Linked DNA regions of Ovis aries: region 1 is linked to region 2. Evidence: chromatin contacts called from public Hi-C data. All regions are on one chromosome and are shown on one strand. Each heading gives the region's core, a stretch centred on a gene start, on an enhancer-like site or on the middle of the called end of the contact. The rest is flanking DNA. Distances are from core to core; before and after follow the strand shown.

What was found. Hi-C and Micro-C count contacts between places; a contact is called where the count stands out from the background.
Region 1: a contact with region 2 is called in a Hi-C map of liver, with 2.5 times the contacts expected there. The contact joins the promoter of HEXD here to the promoter of WDR45B in region 2. A contact is called at or near these places in 5 of 16 Hi-C or Micro-C datasets (blood, liver, mixed tissues and 2 more).

Annotation. Positions count from the first base shown.
Region 1 is chr11:49,830,370-49,833,693 of ARS-UI_Ramb_v3.0, forward strand. It overlaps HEXD (hexosaminidase D), which reads right to left and starts at 1,958. Exons shown (of 13, transcript XM_042256217.1): 1 at 1,229-1,958; 2 at 880-929. The coding sequence starts at 894. OGFOD3 (2-oxoglutarate and iron dependent oxygenase domain containing 3) reads left to right here and starts at 1,724. Exons shown (of 9, transcript XM_027974314.2): 1 at 1,724-1,929. The coding sequence starts at 1,856.
Region 2 is chr11:49,682,911-49,686,247 of ARS-UI_Ramb_v3.0, forward strand. It overlaps WDR45B (WD repeat domain 45B), which reads left to right and starts at 1,355. Exons shown (of 9, transcript XM_060394946.1): 1 at 1,355-1,521. The coding sequence starts at 1,455.

The sequences.
Region 1 (3,324 bases), core at 708-3,207, 150 kb after region 2:
ACAATAATACAAATGACTGCAAAATAATTGCCTGTTTTAAAAACTGTCTTATCCTATATATACTATGCCAGTGAAAACAGGCAAATATTTCTTAAACATTTTTCAGGCCCCACAATATGATGCTTCTGTAGAAAACTGATCCTCAATTTTATTCTACTTTAAACAGTATTTAAAATAATTCGCATTTTTAGAGTTTGAGTCAGCTTGGTTGCAGGGAGGGAGAAACTGTAAAAATTTATCCTAGGTCAGAGAAAACTGTCTAGGATTTAAAATAGGCCATTGATAATTTAAAAACAAGTAAGTCACAAGTTTATCAGTGCTGACTAGTTTATGTTAAACTAGAGGAGGTATCTGGATGAAGCATAAAACACATAGAATTAGACAGGAAAAGGAAAGAAAATCTCTGTATATTGGTCATATATTCAGCTCCACAATTCAAACTACTCATTCTGTGCAAGGATTCATAAATCCCTGACCTTAGGGACTTTATAATATAGCAGAGAAAATAACATAACGCACATAGAAATCAATCAGTTTGATTGAAAAAAATAAATTATATTCAAAACAATCTCAATGACAAAGTTCTTAAGGCAATTACCTAAATTGCTATCTGAGAAGCGGATGAGTTAAGACAAAGCATTTTGAAAAACTGAAATGTTTCAAAGCTGAGTTGCTTTACATTTTGAAAAAATAATAAAAAAGAAAACTCTAACAACCCCCTCTCCCACTATAACCCAAATGTATTTTCCAGAGAATAGAGTTAAAATAAAAAATTTTGAGCTGAGAAGTCTGTATTAGTCCTGGGTGTGCTTCCTTGTGTTTAGAGAGAAATCTTACTTTTCTATAGCCCTACAGCAGGAATGAACACCGACATCTTACCTGTTTCAGACACATTCAGAGTTGTTTACCAAAGTAAGTTGCTGCAAAATCTAAATGGAAAGGATACAGAGAAGTCAGTATTCCCTCTTTCAAGTGTGTAGTTCTTTGATTCCCTCCTGCACGAGGTCTATATATATATGATTATTTCAGACTTGGGCCAATTGTCACTATTGTTATCAGACAACCTGGTAGGTAGATCCGCAATTGTCCCAGTCTCTTGGACTTCTAGGTAAGTTGCCAGGCGATGGCATCTGATTTCCCCAGTTTGGGGACTGTTGGGCAGATCACTTTTCTTATTCAATGAGTCCAGACTCCCCCCCCCCCCCCCCGGTATCAATGAATTACTCACCTTCATCAGACTTAATCCTTATGAATGAATCTCACTAATTCCCCTCATTCAGAATCTTAGGTATCTTGACAGGACTGGTTAAGATCTTACTTCTTGCCCACTGGACGGGAAATTGAATGTTGTAAACTAAACAGCAGGCCTCACAGATACAAAGCACCAACAGGACCCAGTGCCCTCAGGTGTGGCATGGGCCCAGGAAGAGGAGCGTTGGAAATCCCACAGGAGAGGGTGCGGAGACCCTGGGAGGAGGGCTTGGACACCGCGGGGAGAAGGCTTCCAGACTCTAGGAGGAGTTGGAGACCCCGGTAGAGCACGCACGGCGGGGCAAGGACACGCTTCAGTAGAAGGTTCGGAGGCTTGTCAGGTTCCCCGGAGGTCAGGGGAGGCGGGGTACGGCCAAGGCAGGTGCGCCGCGGGGAGCAAGCCAGGTCCGCGCTCGGGTCCCCGCCCTGCCCCGCTCGGCGCTCGACCTCCGATTGCTCAGGCCTGGTCACCAGTCCGGAGGTTGAAGGCTGAGGGTGTCGCTTCGCGTGCCCGGCTGCGCCGGCCTCGCGCTACCTCTCGCAGCGCTCGTCCCGGGCTTGTGGCGGCTCCCGCATTCGGCCTAGCTTCGCGGCAGCGTGGCTAATGGCACCTCAGCGGAGGGGTGCTCCCAAGGCCCCGGAGGGCAGCGGGGCGGCGGAGCGCCGGCGCCAGAGCAGGTACCAGATAGCGCCGGGAGCGCGCGAACGGTGGTATGGGCGGGGCCTGGCCGAGGGGCGGGGCCTAACAGGGGCGTGGCGTGGTGTGGCTGTGGGCATGGCCCGGTCAGAAAAAGGTGGATCTGGTGCAGGCAGGGCCTTTCCCGGAAAGGCACTGCAGTGTGGGTGTGGCCTGGCCGCGAGGGGCCTGGTTTGTGGTTGGGCGAATCGGGCGCCTAGAGGGGCGTGGTCGTCTGGAGGGCGTAGCCTGCAGAATCCCTCCCGGACCGCGCAGGAAGGGGTTGGGCGGGGTCGGGCGGAGCTGCCGGTCGGGAAACCCTTGACCTCCGCCGCAGTGTGTACCGAGGGCTTTGTACCGAGAGCTTTGTGCCGAGAGCTTTGTGCCGAGACCACGCACGGGGACTGGGACTCAGAGGTCCCCATCGTCTGGTCTCCGCGTGCTTTTCTCAGGGCTGTGCACGATATGGTTCTCCGTTGGGGGACCCGATGAATGAATAAATGATCTCATCAGGTAGCCTTCGAGGGGATTCTGCCTAAAGCTTTCAGAGCCGGAGTGTATTCACTTCAGGATAAATTACTTTCTCGTCGTGCTTGCCCCATGGGCCATGGACCTTGCTTCAAATCCACTTCTGTTTTGGCAAGATTCTCAGTGTGCATTTGGGCCAGCTTACCCTGAACAGAGGTGCTTATTTTGAGGATACCTCAGGGAAGTATTGCTTCCAAATCTGGTCCAGGAGGCTGTTTTTTCCCCTCTTGACTCTACCTCCTTCTCTGTCCCTTTCTGTCTCAGCACCCGGGGTGTCCGAGGCGAAGGTGTCAACAGCTTTGTGCCCACAGTAGGATTTCAGCCCCTGCTGCTGAGATGGGCTGGCAGTCTCCCTGCCCTACTGGGGAAGAGAAATTTTGGCCCCACTGGAGTTAGGGGCCCACCCTTGTCTAGTTAGAGGAGACCAGGTGGGCTAGAGGCTAGACAGCAGTTCTAAGGGTGAGGATGAGGGTCTTTGTGACCTGGGTATCTATGCTCCCTGTTTAAAATGAGCATGTATCCACCCAATATGGTCTGACTCAGCTGTGCCCACCTTGAGACTTAGTTAATCGGAATTTGTGTGTTAGAAAGTAAAAGTGTGAAAGTGTTAGTCGCTGAGTCATCTCCGACTCTTTGCAACCCCATGTACTGTACCCTCCAAGCTTTTCTGTCCATGGAATTCACCAGGCAAGAACACTGGAGTGGGTAGCCATCCCTTCTCCAGGGGATCTTCCCAACCCAGGGATCAAACCCTGGTCTCCTCCATTGCAGGCGGATTCTTTACCCTCTGAGCCAGCAGGGAAGCCTGTGTGATTTTATATATATAGCAATTTGAAATGTGGAGGGACATATGAAAATAGAAGGCAAAC
Region 2 (3,337 bases), core at 105-2,604:
AAAAAAAAAAATGTCCTTTTCTCCTCCTTGAGAGCCCTGGCCTGGGACCCCTTTCTCCTTCTCAAGGGCTCCAGACCACTTTCTCCTCCTCGGGGACCCCAGACTTATCAACCTGCCTAGGAATTGACTCTCTTGATGTTCATCCACGTGGACATAAGGGGCTCTGGTGTTCGCTTCTTGCCTCTCTGGTGTTACGTATCTGTCCATTGATGGGTAGATGGAGTGCAACTCTTTTCCACTGGTGGCTAAATTCCCTGGCCTTGCTTGGTACATTTTATCTTTTAAAAGAAACTTTTAATAACCCCACAGTAGACAGACAACTCACTGGATGCCCAGCCCCTAGTGGAGACACACTTGGTCACAGGGACACTGACAACATTCCAAAAGCATTCTGAGAAGTCTCTTCCTGGGGCCTACGCCGTTAAAACGTTAGAAGGTGTTTTTCCTCTTAACAAATAGAAAGCTGGGTTTTAATACAGAACAGATTAGTGCCTGTTAGGGGGGTTTTGTGTCCTGGGGAGCCCTGTGTCCCTGTAGGAGGTTCTGCGCGTCCTGAAGGGGGCTCTGTGCCTTGGGGGTTCCATGTCAGCTGTGTCTGTGGGTAGCTCTGGGTCCTCGGTTGGGGGGCAGTCTGTGTCCCTGTGGCGGGGGTCTCTCTATGGGGAGGTGGAGGGTGGGGGTGGGAGAGTCTAGACATTCCTTTACACTTGACTCTCGAACAACACAGGGGTTAGGGACACCGGCCTTTCACACAGTAAAGAAATCTGCGTCTAATTTATAATCTTCCCTCTTATCCTTGCTATCTACGGTTCTGCAGCTGCGGATCTAACCAACCAGGGTCGTGTACTCTTGAAAAAAAATCTGCGTGTTAACTGGCCCCGCATTGTTCAAGGAACATTTGTACTTCCATTTCTTCACTTCCACCCATTTTGCTCTTTTCGCGAACATTTTACTAGCACACCTGTTAAAAACTCCACAAAGCATTGTTATTTATACTGAGATACTTATCCTTTTATCAATTAAAAATAAGAAAATCTCTTTCCTTAATTTACATGATTTCCGGAGGGGGGCGGGCTTGAGTTAGTATGAGAGTCTGGGTCCTGCCTGCTCCTGAGGTTTGAGGGGCACGTACCCAGTCAGGTGGTTCCCACCCTTAGCCCCGCGCTCCAGAGATGCGACCCCGCCCCTCAGGTCAGGCCCCGCCCCCAAGCCGAGTCGACCCTCCCTCTTCAGACGCGGCCCCGCCCCCCGGAGACGTGACGCTCTCGGCGTTCCCTGCCCCCCCGGCAGGCCGTGGGTGGATTGCTCGGCGCTCCGCGGTTCCCTGGCTGCGCGCGCAGGCGGTGGGCCTTTCGCTTCCGGCCGCGGCAGCATCGGCGCTGGCCAGACCGATCCCGGCGGTCGACCTCCCGGAGCGGCATGCGGCGCTGAGGCGCGGTGGATCCCGCGGCACCATGAACCTCCTGCCCTGCAACCCGCACGGCAACGGGCTGCTCTACGCCGGCTTCAACCAGGACCATGGTGAGGAGAGCCCGTCAGTGGCCCCGGCCCCCCCCCCCCCACCGTTTCCCCTCCTAGCGGGGTCCCGCCCTCAGCCCTGCGGCGGCGTTCTCACCGGCTTCAGGCCTCTTCCCCTGCCCCTGGCGTTCTCTCCCCTGCCCCTGAAGCCGCCCTCCTCCCCCAGGCCGCTCCTTTCCCCCCTGCCCAGGCCGCTTCCCCGCCGCCCTGACCCCCCACCCCCATCCAGGTCGGACAGTGATGGGATTTTCCGGGGCGGCGTCGGTTCTTTCTTGCGGGTTTAGGGTCCCCAGCGGCCGGGACGGGGTCGCATCGAGGTGAGAATGCCCCTGCAGGCCCAGGACCTCGTCCACGAAGGTCCTCACCTTTTCTGCTGATTGTCGTAGAATATGCCGCGGAACTCACACTTTTTTTCTTTTGTTGGGTGGCAACCGGACTGTTCAGCCCGGCTTTTCGGGAGATGGCCTTTTTCGCCTTTCTGAAATCCTGCGTGATGCCGGACTGCGCCCCACTCTAGCCCAGGGAGGGGGATCCGCGTCTGTTCTGAGGGTTCGCTTTGGAAGCGCGTTTGAAGAGGATCCAGAAGCAGGAACTGCAGGATCCATGTCTGTGGAGCCAGTTTGGGGTAGAGTTACGTAGGCCGGGCGGGGGTCGCCCAGCTGTGTCAGCGCGTGGGCGCGTGGGGTGCTGGCTCCAAGGTTCTGACTGTAGGGCCCCGGGACAGTGAAGTGTGTTCTGGGAACTGAGGCGAGGCCGCGATTTCCTACAGGGAGGAGCCGTTAAGGGCGGGAAGAGTCTTGGAGGAGTGGAGTTGGACGAGGGGAAAAATGTGGGATGCGGGCTGGGGACCGCAAGGGTTGTAGGGTCCGCTTTGGGGGCCAGAAGTTGGGCATCGGGCAGTGTGTGGCTGAACACTTTGGATTTTGATTTCCAGAGGAGAGCCAGTAGATTTCTGAAAAGGTTCTGATAGTTGAAAACTCATTAAGGAGTTAACCGTGGTGTAGCAACTTCTTAAGAAATGTGCTTTCAATGGAAAGAAATGACTGATTGATATTAAGGGCAGGGAGAGGCAGTCCTAAAAAACAAACCGGAAACACAAAGCTTACTGACTCCGTGGCATTTAAATCCAAGATTATACACACAGGACTGAGCGACTAAGCAGACATACCTGTCTTAGGGCCAGATGAGGAATCCTTGTAGTAGGTTTCGGTATAATAATTGAGGTTCACAATAAAGCTAATTATTTTAGAAACCAGTGAAGTTTATAATTTTTTATAAAGTGTTGCTGGAAAAAAAATGCATTTATACTTAACCTTTTGCTTACCCTTAGCTTAATTCCCTATAATTAAAATGTATGCCAGGTTATTGAGTTAGTTACATTTTGTTTTTCTGTTGACTTTTAATTTTTATTCCGAATTTTTAGCACTCTCATTGAAACTTTAGCTTTAGAAACCTTTGCTCATAACTTTAAATTGTTTGAACTTTTGACTTATCTTCTCCCAAAGATAAGTTGTATTAGTTTCGAGATTCTGAAGTGTTGATAAGTGTGCGTCTCTGTAATCCGGCTGCCGCTTTTCTTTCTCTTCCTGTGGGAAACAGAAGGTTTGAGTGGACACACTTCTGTAGATTAGCTTTAAGATAGCAAGGACGGGAAGGTTCATGCCAACTGTTGTGTGATAACCAACTAAAATCAGTTAATTTATTTCTCCCACCCTGCAAAATAGCAAGGATAACGCCTAGCCTTCTTAGAGAGTGGTCTCCAGTCTTGTGTTTGTAGGACCTTTTTTTTAAGCTTTTTACTGAAGTGCGTTACTCTTAT